2 separate regions of the Mus musculus genome follow, and region 1 is linked to region 2. A link is a contact called in public promoter capture Hi-C data. All regions are on one chromosome and are shown on one strand. Each heading gives the region's core, a stretch centred on a gene start, on an enhancer-like site or on the middle of the called end of the contact. The rest is flanking DNA. Distances are from core to core; before and after follow the strand shown. Region 1 holds the start of Fam71e2 (family with sequence similarity 71, member E2). Region 2 holds the start of Tmc4 (transmembrane channel-like gene family 4).

Evidence for each region. Promoter capture Hi-C pulls out the DNA fragments that hold promoters and counts their contacts.
Region 1: a contact with region 2 is called in a promoter capture Hi-C map of hematopoietic stem and progenitor cells, with 4 times the contacts expected there. The contact joins the promoter of Fam71e2 here to the promoter of Tmc4 in region 2. A contact is called at or near these places in 7 of 39 promoter capture datasets (cranial neural crest, embryonic stem cells, frontonasal cranial neural crest and 3 more), 2 of 115 datasets of contacts at active chromatin or transcription factors (fetal liver and stem cell-derived neural progenitor cells) and 3 of 9 other capture datasets (adipose tissue, embryonic stem cells and macrophages).

Annotation. Positions count from the first base shown.
Region 1 is chr7:4,769,320-4,775,059 of GRCm38.p6, forward strand. It overlaps Fam71e2 (family with sequence similarity 71, member E2), which reads right to left and starts at 1,951. Exons shown (of 11, transcript NM_172895.3): 1 at 1,628-1,951; 2 at 1,256-1,410; 3 at 922-1,177. The coding sequence starts at 1,792. It overlaps Il11 (interleukin 11), which reads right to left. Exons shown (of 5, transcript NM_008350.4): 5 at 3,059-4,418. The coding sequence ends at 4,248.
Region 2 is chr7:3,675,630-3,681,969 of GRCm38.p6, forward strand. Tmc4 (transmembrane channel-like gene family 4) reads right to left here and starts at 1,924. Exons shown (of 15, transcript NM_181820.2): 1 at 1,795-1,924; 2 at 935-1,139. The coding sequence starts at 1,849. Mboat7 (membrane bound O-acyltransferase domain containing 7) reads right to left here. Exons shown (of 8, transcript NM_029934.4): 8 at 2,160-3,220. The coding sequence ends at 2,830.

The DNA of each region.
Region 1 (5,740 bases), core at 701-3,200, 1.1 Mb after region 2:
AGACATTCAGCCACAGAGTGGCAAGAAATCAATGCTTACTAGCACAAAATACTAAGAGAAAAGAAACCAATAGGAATTAGCACAAAATAGTCAGAGTTTCAAGGCCAGAGATCACCTTTGTCTGAAGCTGTGTCTGACCTCACACTGTCCATCCCAAAGGCTGGGGCAGGAGCCTCCTAACTTGATTACCCAAGTGCTGTACCACTGTGCCTGGGTTCCTGGCCGTATGCGTGTCTGTAAGTCTGTGCATGTGGAGGCCAGAGGACAACCTCAGGTGTCATTCCTCAAGAAACTGCCTGCCTTTTTTTTGTTTGTTTGTGTTTCCTTCTGAGATAGTTTCCTCACTGGGCTGGAATCTACCAAGTAGATCAGGCAAGGCCAGGAACCTACCTGTCTCCCTCTGCAGCACTGGGAACCCAAGCCTGTGCCAGTATACCCAACTGTTTGTTTTGGTTTTGGGTTTACTGTTTTTGTTTTTCAAGACAAGGTTTCTCTGGGTAGCCTTGACTGTCCTTGAACTGGCTCTGTAAAACGGGTTGGCCTAGAACTCAAGAGATCTACCTGCCTCTGCCTCCCAAGGGCTGGGATTAAAGATGTGTGCCACCACTCTTGGCAACGCTCAGCATTTTTATGAGGGTTCTGAGGGTTTGAACTCAGATTCTCATAGTTCCTAGGCAATAATATCTTTACCAACTGAACTGTTTTCTCCACCCCATGATTGTCTCACCTGCCCAGCCTGCACCTTCCTCCCCATCTTTTCTTCCTTGGTCCCATGAGGTCAGACTCTCCTTTTAAATACAGCATTCTAGGATCCCAGCTCCTTTCCAATGGGATGGGAGCGGCTAGCCTGTGGGCTGTGGGTCCCCTGTTCTCTGTGGAATCTGGACGGTGGTTTCCAGGCCTTGTTCATTGAATCCTCACCTGAAAGTGCCAAGTGGAGGCAAGAGTGACTTCTGGGGGTATTTCCAGCACGGAGGGTTCTGTTTTTGGTGTCTTGGATAATTTAGGCCCTCGAAGCATGTTGATGAGGCGAATCCAGCGGTCAAACAGAAAGGCCAGCTCATGTTCAGGGGCATCCAGTGCCAGGAAATAATGACGGCCGGATCTCAGACGCAGTTTCAGTCGCCAGGTGGGCAGATCATCGACATACAGGCGGGCAAGGTCTAGTGGGATCATCCTGCGGGAGGTGGGAGACAAGGTAGCTAGTGCGATAGGATGGAGTGGAGTGAGCTAGGATGGGGCTCAAGGAACATACCTGGTTAGGATGAGACTGGAGCACTCCTCGTCCTCGGGGGGCCGAGCAATCAACAGAATGTCAGGCAGCATTAGGCCAGGCAAGGATGCTGCGACACCCATAGTCAGCTTGTTGGATTTGTTGTGTAATAACGCAGGAGTCCCATTGTTGGTTACCTGGGGCAGCCAGGGAGCAGGGCTGGGACCAGTTCTTTCTCCAACATTCCTCCAGCATCCCTCACCTGAGAGCCTCCTTTCTTTCCAAACCCATCTTCTACCTACAGGAGTTCAAATTCCAAATCCCTGTTCAACCCACTCTGCCCAGGGGTTCCCTCTCTCTTCCTGTGTCTCAGACTTCCTCCCCCATTTCCAGGGGGCTCAGGGAGCTGGGGACCTGGGTAAAGTTACTCTCGAACATGGGCAGCGGGCGGAGGGGCAGGTATTCGGCCATCTGAAGGGTCTTCTGCATCTCTCCAAGGATGGGAACCCACTTCGGAGGCTCCGGGGGAGGCGGAGGGAAAAAAAAGCGCCACAGCCGCCTCATAACAGCGGGTGCCATAACAGCGGGTGAGGGTGTATAGATTCAAGAATCCTGGACCCAAGTGGAGCCCTGACCCCCACCCCAGCCCACCAGCTTTGGACCCTTGGGCTTCAAGGATGTCAGGCGCTCAGCAGTGACAGAAAGTGGAGTGTCCCCAGGGCCGAGAGACTCTGGTATGGCCATGGCCCTGCAGAGAGGTAGTCAGCACTAGGCCGTGGGTGGAACCTTTGAGAGGGGCTTTGTGACCTCACTAGACCCTAGAGGCTGCTTCCTGGGAACTGCCTAGGGGCCTCACCATTCCAGAATAAGGTGTGGACTCTTTTGAGGGCTGGGATAGGTGACTCAGACCTCTATCAGAACATCTCCATCTCCTGGACCCAAGATTGTGATGACACAGCCCTCCCCCCCCCCCGCTCCCCCCTCCCCGCCCCCCCCAGGGATCTGTGTTAGAACCTCCATAGGGATCATTAACCCAAAGGCTTGAATCACAGGCCTAGTTCTGCCTGTGACCCTCCTCTTTACTCTCAGGAAGACCCAACCCCACATTGAGCCTCAGTTTCCTAATGGCTCGTGTGTGTGTGTGTGTGTGTGTGTGTGTGTGTGTGTGTCCCCACAACTCTCGAATCAACTAAACACTGAACTGTAAAGAAAGGACGACCATAGCTGGGCATGGCCATCACAGCTGTTATCCCAGCACTAGGGATGGGAGGCTGGAAAATCGTGTTTGAAACCATCTTAGGCTATGTAACAATACCTTGTCTCAAAATAATAAATAGAAAAATAAAGCAAAGGGCTTGGAGATGCGGTTGAGTGTTAAAGTGCTTGCTTGGCATGCACAAGGCCCTGGGTTCAGTCCTAGTACCATAATGATATAAGGCCAACTACCTGTATGAGCATAAGAGCAATAAGCTGGGCATGGTGGCACACAGTTTTAATTCCAGCACTCTGGAAGAAGCAGGCAGATCTCTGTGAGGTAAGACTCAAAACCAAGGCAAAATACCCTACAGAAAACAATTCCTCCCCTTGAGCCTCAGTTTCCCTCTCTTTTGTAAAGCAGGGCAACTTTTTCTGAATCTAAGACAACTTCTTAAGGAGATATATGTATATGTGTATATATATATGTGTGTGTGTGTGTGTGTGTGTGTGTGTGTGTGTGTGTGTGTGTATGCTCAGTATGACCCAGGACATGGGCTCAAATAACCATTTTTCTTGGTCCCTTCTGAGTCCTATTTTGAGGTTATACAGCATGTACAGTGGGGTGAGACAGAGACTGGTACAGTGCCATTCTAAAAATAGTGTTTATTAATGTTTATAAATGTGTCCTGCAAAATACAGTCATGGTGAAAACTCTGGAAAATGCAAACACAAACAGTAACAGTCACCCACTGTGCCATTGCTTGTTTTCAGCCCTGAGGCAGCTATCGTCAACATCATGGTGTTTCCATTTTGAAAAACCAAACAGTCCATACTCATGTATAGGGAGAGTAGTTCTACCATCTGCTGCTCCTGGGTCGCAGAGACGTTCAATATCTAAAGCAGTCTTCGCCTGGAACTTGCCTTTTTATGGTTGGCGAGCTAGAACTTCATCATGCGGATGTATCCCTAGCTTTATTCATCCATCCCCTGCCCGCCCCCCAGAAAGCCTAGATTGTTTCCCATTGGTCATCGTGAATTTTGCTGAAACAAAAAACCTTGTACCTTACAGCTCTGTACCATACAGGTGCTATTAGTTATAAGGTGATGCTCTGGAACTTTTTGTTAAGTATCTGTTGAGGACCTTTGAAATGCTAGGGTACCAGTTTAGACTCCGATCCTTTCGGCATACTCCTGCTAATAACCTCTAAATAGATATGTATTTAAATCCTCTCACTTCTCTGACTCACAAAAAAAAACTCACATTTTGGTATAAAACCCCAGGCTTCCTTTTTCCCCCTCCTTCCTCCTCTTTTTTTTTTTTTTTTTTTTTGGTTTTTCGAGACAGGGTTTCTCTGTGTAGCCCTGGCTGTCCTGGAACTCACGAACTCACTCTTAGACCAGGCTGGCCTCGAACTCAGAAATCTGCCTGCCTCTGCCTCCCGAGTGCTGGGATTAAAGGCATGCGCCACCACGCCCGGCTTCCCTCCTTCCTCCTCTTAATATAAAAAGTAATCGTTTAATAAATAATGTAGGAAGTGAGGAAGACACTGTGAACAGATTTCATAGAGACCCCAGAACCCAGGATCTCAGTTCCCTGCTCTTCAGGGTCTCAGATGCACCCACCCACCCCCCAATTGTTTAAATAAATAAGTATAAATAAGCCACAGGTGATCCCCCTCACCCAGGTCTACTGGAAAGACTGTCTAGCTGGGTGTGGGGCGGTTGTTTGGGGTGTGGCATGCCCCTGATCATCATGCCCCCCTCCAAGTACCAAAATAAATAAATAAATAAGATCTGGTTTTAAAGGGCGGTATCGATGGTGGTTTTCAGTCCCGAGTCACAGTCGAGTCTTTAACAACAGCAGGCCCCGCACGGCCCAGTCCAAGGTCAGGTGCAGCCCTCCTAGGATGGCATGAGCTGCCCGGATGCTTCCCCAGGCTGAGGCAGGAGGGCCCAGGGGGATCACAGGTTGGTCTGGGGCTGCCTGGGGCAAGGCCAGGCGAGACATCTGTTGAAGAGAGAAAGAAGGTTAGCTAAAGGCAAGGGTCTGGGGTTTAGAAAACTGAAGCCGTATTGGGTGTTCTCGCCTGTAATCCCAGCACGGAAGGATCAGGATTCAAGGATACATAGGAAAGGCAGTTTGGGGGGCTGGAGAGATGGCTCAGTGGTTAAGAGCACTGACTGCTCTTTCAGAGGTCCTGAGTTCAATTCCCAGCAACCACATTGTGGCTCACAACCATCTGTAATGGATCTGATGCCCTCTTCGGGTACATCTGAAGACAGCTATAGTATTATACACAAAATAAATTTTTTTGTGTTTTGTTTTTTTCAAGACAAGATTTCTCTGTGTAGCCCTGGCTATCCTGGAACTCACTCTGTAAACCAGAAACTCAGGTCTTGAACTCAGAAATCTGCCTGCCTCTGCCTCCCAAGTGCTGGAATTAAAATAAATAATAAAATAAATAATTATTAACAAACCCCGAGGCTTGGAAGAATGCACAATTAATAAAGTAGTAAAGTGCTTGCTGCACAATCAAGAGGACATGAGTTCAAACCTCTGGGTCTAATGTAAAAAAGCTGGGCACACCAGCACGTGCCTGTAATCTAAGTGCTGAGTAAATTAGACAGGTAGGAGGATTCTCGGGGATTTGCCAGTCATCCAGTCTAGCTGAATTGGTGAGTTCCAAGTTCAATGAGAAACCTCTTCTCAAAAAAGCAAAGCAGAGCCTCTGAGTTTGAGACCAGCCTGGTCTACAGAGTGAGTTCCATCCAGGATAGCCAAAGTTACACAGAGAAACCCTGTCCCAAAATTCTCAAAGATAAAAACAAAAAAGACCTCAGGAACATAATCGAGGTGGAAATTGGGCATCAATACAGAAATATGCCCAATGTTGACCTCTGGACTCTAGGCTCTCATTTCTGTGTGTTCATGTCTTAATGAACACACGCACACACGCATGCACACGCACATGCACACACACATGCACACACACAGGTCACTGTCCTAAGGACCAGGTTAAGGGACTAAGGAATGAGGGTTAGGGAATGAATGGCGCTTGCCATGTCTTCTCAGAAGGTCAGAGCTAGTGTCTTAGAACTTGGAGTCTAGGGACCATGTCTAGGGACTGGGGTTAGGAGCAAGAATTTGAGACCTAGGGTCTTTACAGGCAGGGACCAAATACTGAAGTCTATTGGACAACCGGGCTGAGGTTCTGGAATTTACGGTATCGATATTAAAAACTTATAATATTGAAAATGAGACATAGGGCTGGTGGTGGGGGGTGGGGGGTTGAAACAAGATCTTATAAACCCAGATTGGCCTCAATCTCA
Region 2 (6,340 bases), core at 674-3,173:
AACCACCCAAAGACAGAAACAACACGATGTAACGAGGACAGGCATCGTGGTACTGTATCCATAAACTGGAATACTCTTTAGCAATTAAAAAGGAACCAAATCTGAGCTGGGTGGTGGGGGGGGGGGCACACCTTTAATCCCAGCACTTGGGAGGCAGATGCAGGTGGATTTCTGAGGCCAGCCTGGTCTACAGACTGAGTTCCAATACAGCCAGAGCTACACAGAAAAACCCTGTCTCGAAAAACCAAAAAAAAAAAAAAAAAAAAAAAGGAGCCAGACATAAAATAATGATGGAGCCATGTCTAGTAGTATATGCATGCTTGTATGCTTGTAATCCCAACAGTGAGGTTGAGGCAGTGGAATTGAGAGTCCCAGGACAGGCTGGTAGATTAGTGACATGCTTTTGAAAGAAAATGAGTGCAGTGTGGTGCACCATTCATGCTCGTAGTATCTCAACTGGGAGCAGCGGGCAGAATGATTAGGGCAAATTAGGATAGACAGTGCTTTCAGGTCAGCCTGGGTGACAGAGTGCAACCCTCACTCTGTTTTTGTCTCAACAAAACAGAACAAAATGGTTGGCACGTAAGGGCATTTGTGACCAAGTCAAAACGACTTTGATCCCTGAGACTCAGATGGTAGAGAGAGAGAACTGACTCCTTTACGTTGTCCCCTGAGCTTCGAAGAAAGCTGTGCCACACCCATGCATGATCTTAGGGACACACACACACACACACACACACGTAGAAAAGAAAAAACAAAACAAAACAAGAAGGACGTTTGGGAGAAGGAACAAAAATAAAAAATGATCAAGTCTTCCTGAGTCTCTTAACACAAGGTTCAGAGCCGGCCCAGGCTAACCCTACCAAGCTGGTGGCAAGGAAGTAAACAGAATAACTGAAATCAGGAAAGGGTGTGTCAGTAAAGAGGTGCTCACCTGTGTGCCCGCCTTGCCTGCATAGGCCAGGGAAGTTCCCGGGAAGGGTGAGATTCCATTTGTGCAGTTTCTGCAAAGGCCTGAAGGCTCCTTCCTCCTTCATCATCATCTTCATCCAGTGTTCCCCAAGGGAGCACACCAGGGCCGCGGTATCGCAGCGTAGCAGCGCTGGGGAGATCGTTCAGCACAGACGCCAGCGATGGGCCTGGGATGAACACAAAGGATTGAAAGACAGAGGAGTCCAGGCCACAAGCCTTTCCCCTCAGATCCACAGTCCAGGCCACAGCCCATCTCTCAGACACAAGGGTGCAGGGTTCAGGCCACCTCCCTCAGACCCTGGAGCCAGGCCCCAGACTCTTTTTTCAGACCCAGGAGCCCATGCCCCAACCTTCTTCAGATACAGGGGTCTAGGCCCCAGCCCATTTCTCTCAGACCCAGGGGTACAGGCCTAAAGCCACCCCCCTCAGACCCAGGAGTTCAGACTCGGGTTCTCCCCTCAGATCCAGGGCTATAGATCCCATTATTTCTCCTTCACACTGGGGTTCGTGGCCCTAGACTCTCCCCCACGGAGTCTAGGTTTGAACTCCCATATCCCTTCTACTCTAAGTGTGACTCTAAACTTCAACAACTTCCCGTTCCCTCATTGGTGAGCTTAGAATCCTGGCTCCTCACAAGCCTGATATTAGGGACCCGTTTCCTGACTCTGTCCTCCAAGACCGTAAACTTGTACTGTTTTTCGGGAAATCTGAGTTTCCTTCTTAGGAAACCCAGGAAATGAAAGTCCTCTTCGAGTCTCAGGTTCAGGAGCTCAGCTTCCCTTCCTTTATGAATGGACCTGACTTTGCTGGACTCTCTCCTACCTGTTCTGGCTTTCCGGGAGCTGGAGCAGGCTGGGGACTGGCCCCAGGCTTCCATGTTTGTGGATGTACCGTACTTCCAGCACCCGTTCTTTCTGTCTCTGGAGGCCCCAGGGCGGGGACTGCCCTCGGTAAGGGAGGGAGGGGCCTGCTACAGGTCTGCACCTGGCCACTAGGTGACCCGGGTGACTGCGGTACATTTCCTATAAAGGTCTCCTGGGAATTGAAGTCCTTACAGCCTCCTGAGCGGCCAAACTTCATGGCAGCCAGACCCCCCCACCCCACCCCCCCAATACACACACAAATGCACACTGGCATTCTGGGTCAGTGTCTTTGGTTTGTTGCCCACAGTTATACTCACAAACAAATGCATGTGTAACACTTTATTGGGAAAGCTTTATACATTCTGGCCTGTCACAGGCCAAGGATGACACTGGGTGGTAGGTTGTATGGGGAGCCCAGAAATGGCTCAGGCAGAAGCTGCTGTAAGAGCAAGCTCCCCTGGGGCTTCTCACATTTTAGCTTCTCCTTCAGCATGTGTAAGACCATGGTCTCTGAAACACTGGTGTGATGATAAAAACAAAGAGGAAAACAAGAAGGCTATCCCTCCCCTCTCCCAGAACCTGGCCCTGAAGTTCCTGCCCCCATACTGGGGACCCACTGGGAGTCTGTCTAAGATGCCAGATGACCACTGGTCCCTGCAAGGGCATTTTTGGGAAGTGTGGCTTTTTGAACATCTGAAGATTGTTGCAGAGATAATAGGTTCAAGAGTGGATAGTAATACCCTGATGTTAGCAGAGGAAGGTCTGAAAAGGTCAAGATGCTGAGAGAGCCCAAGAGAAGGATACCTTAGCTTTAAATAGAAGGCAGAGGAATTATTTGGGAAGAGGGGATCCTCTCCAGGCTCTTAGCCAAACAAGGGATTCTTGCTGGGTAAAGGAAACAAACAAACAAACAAACAAAAACCCCAAACAAACAGCCTGGTTCATGGAATTCCCAAAAAAGCTTGAACTGGAAGGCAGGCCAATGCAGCAGAGCTCACTCTTCCCGGAGCTTTTCCTTCGCTTGGCTGCTGGTGGCCTGGGATGGTGTCTTCCTCTTGCTGGGGCTGCCCCCACCCAAAACCAGCCCCAGCCCCAAGCAAGCCAGGGCTAGAAAGTGGACCCAGAAGTAGATGGAGGCCCAGTACCGGAGTGTGTCAGCCATGGAAAGGAGCACAAAGCCCATGCACATGTAGTCGTAGGCACGCATCTTCAGGAACCAGTGGACCCAGTCCCAGGCTTTCTGGCCCCCGGGGCTCAGGTGTCTCCGCAAGGCTGACTCCAAATAGCCCTCAGCAGCCAGGCACAGCGGGATGGTCATGAAGCTTAGGTAGTAACCAGGGTGGAGGCCATGCCAGTAGGCACTCAACAGCATGGTCCAGGCACTCCTGGAGGAAGATATTGAGTCAGGACACACAAGTTCAAGCTTCAGTCCTCACTGTCTCATGCCTCCCTTCCTCAAGCCCAGGAGTACAGGGCTCAGCCCTCCTCCCTCAGATTTAGGAGTTCAGGCCCACTCTTCCTTCCTGCATCCTGAAAGCCAAAGAGGCTATGATTGTCACTGGGAACTGAACTCAGGACCCTGCACAAACCGGGCAATAATGCAGCACTAAGCTGCATCCCTAGCATGCTCAGACAGCTTCTTAATAATCATATTGTTGAGCTGGGCGTGGTGGCGCACGCCTTTGATCCCAGCACTCGGGAGGCAGAGGCAGGCGGATTTCTGAGTTCGAGGCCAGCCTGCTCTACAAACTGAGTTCCAGGGCAGCCAGGGCTATACAGAGAAACCCTATCTCGAAAAACAAAAACAAAAACAAAACAAAAACAAAAACAAAAAGGAGAAAAAAATTAATTATATTGTTAAATGTACATGTGTGTACCATGTGGGTGGCCAGCTACCTGAGGAGGTCAGAAGAAGGCATCAGATCCCCTGATTATAGATGCTTTGTTTTTTTTGCCTGTGTGTATGTCTATGTACCATGTATGTGCTCAATACCCTTGGAGCCCAGAAGAGGATTCCCCTGGAACTAAAATTGTGAGCTGTCATGTGGGTGCTGGGAATCAAATGCGGATCCTCTGCAAGAGCAGCCAGTGCTCATAACCACTGAGCCATCTCTCCACAACTTACTTCCCTAACTTTTCAGTCCACCAATTCTGGCTCTGACTCTGCTAAGGAGGACGGAGAGGGAAGCATCCTCTACTGTATCCTCCAACAGAGCAGTGACCAGCCATCCTGGCAGGAGCAGGAGCTCATGGGTCCTGTTCCTGCTTAGACCTGTCCCTCCTGACTGACATACCAACTCTGCAATGACAGAACCACGCTGACTGGATTATGATGAGGGCAGCAGGGCAACCAGAAGTGAACCCTGTGTATTGTACAATCTGAATTCTATTTGTAAATGCCAAGGAAATCTCTCAGCCACAGCTAAATAAATAAATAAATAAATAAATAAATAAATAAATGTAGCCAGGCGTGGTGGTGCACGCCTTTAATCCCAGCACTCGGAAAGCAGAGGCAGGCGGATTTCTGAGTTCGAGGCCAACCTGGTCTACAAAGTGAGTTCCAGGACAGCCAGAGCTACACAGAGAAACCCTGTCTCGAAACAAACAAACAAACAAACAAACAAACAAACAAACAAACAAACGTCTCCTGAAATGGGGTAGTTTAGTGGTTATACTGTATTGTTTGTTGTTGTTGTTTTTAAAATTTAATTTCATTTATTTTGGTCAACTCCATGCAAGCTAGTGTCACTTGAGAAAAGGAAATCTCAATTGAGAAAATAACCCCTATCAGATTGGTCTATGCAAGTCTGCAGAGCATTTTCTTGATGACTGATGTGGAAGAGCCCAGCCTGCTATGGGCAGTGCTACTCCTAGATAGGTGGGTCTAGGGTGCAAACTGAGCAAGCCATTGAGAGCAAGCCAGCAAGCAGCACTCCTCCATGGCTTCTGCTTCAGTTCCTATCTCCAGGCTCCTGCTTTGACTTCCTTCCATGATGACAACTGTAAGGAAAAGGAAACTATTTCTTCTTCAAGCTGCTTTTGATCATGGTGGTGTTTTATCATGGCAACAGAAACCCTAACTAAGACAGCAATGAAGAAGTTGCCTGGGGCCCTGGAAACCACAGAAGTCTCCAGATGTTGCCAGATGTCCCCCGAGGGTGTAGCATAATTACTGCTGATTGAAAATAAATGATCAAAATACTGGGGTGCCCTGGGCTTTCACCTGACCTTGATCCCCAGGGTTTTAATAGTGTCATCTATAACTAGTACCATTCAAATGTCCTTTTTAAAAGGACAGGGTTTCCACGTAGCTCCAGCTTGCCTCAAACTCCTGATCCTCCTGTCTCCACTTTCCAAGTGGTATTGTGTACATATATATATATACCACTACTTGCAATTACTACCAACTGAATTAAAAACATCCCCAGCCCACACTCTTCTAACATTTATTTACTCGTGTGTGTGTGTGTGTGTGTGTGTGTGTGTGTGTGTGTGTGTGTACACTCATGTGTGCCATGAATTACGTTTACTGTTCAGAGAACAACTTGCTATAGTCAGTTCTCTCATTCCCCCATGTAGGTCTTGGAGATGACCACCATGTAGGCTTGGTGACACTTGCCATCTTTACCAGTTAAGCCATGACATCAGCATGTTTTTTTTTTTTTGTCTGTTTGGTTTTGTTTTTATTGTTGTTGCTTGGAGATAATGTCTCACTTTGTTATCTAGGCTGGCCTTGAACTCACAATCCTCTTGCCTTAACCACCCATTCCCCGCCACCTGCCCAGTGCAGTGAGCACCACCTCGCTTGGCTTCAGTGTCTCCTTCTAGCACCAATTCCTAAAGTGCCAGCATCACATTACCGTCTACCTCTCCAATGATCCCCAGGAGGATAGCCGATAGTCTCCACGTAAATGAGATAAAACTCAAGTCCTTACTCTTCCTTACACATGTCCCATGATCCCCAGGAGGATAGCCGATAGTCTCCACGTAAATGAGATAAAACTCAAGTCCTTACTCTTCCTTACACATGTCCCATGATCCCCAGGAGGATAGCCGATAGTCTCCACGTTAATGAGCTAAAACTCAAGTCCTTACTCTTCCTTACACATGTCCCATGATCCCCAGGAGGATAGCCGATAGTCTCCACGTAAATGAGATAAAACTCAAGTCCTTACTCTTCCTTACACATGTCCCAACAGCTTCTTCCTGGTAGGTCTTCCCCGTTTCTGGAACGGCTCTCCTGTGCCCTGGGTCACTTGAGAACCCACTGCCTGGGAAGTGGGCTTCACTTCTGTTCTGCTTCTGTCAAGCCCCCTAAGCCCTAACTCTTCCCCTCAAAGCCAGTGTCACTCAGGCCTATTGAAGACTCCTTCCCTGCATTACTCCCATCTGGACAGCCAAAGGCTCACATTCACCTCCCTGTCTCACCCCTGCCACCCACTCACCCTCATGAATTCTCACTACAGAGCCAGGTCAGGTTGTTTCTAATTTTTTATGATGCTGGA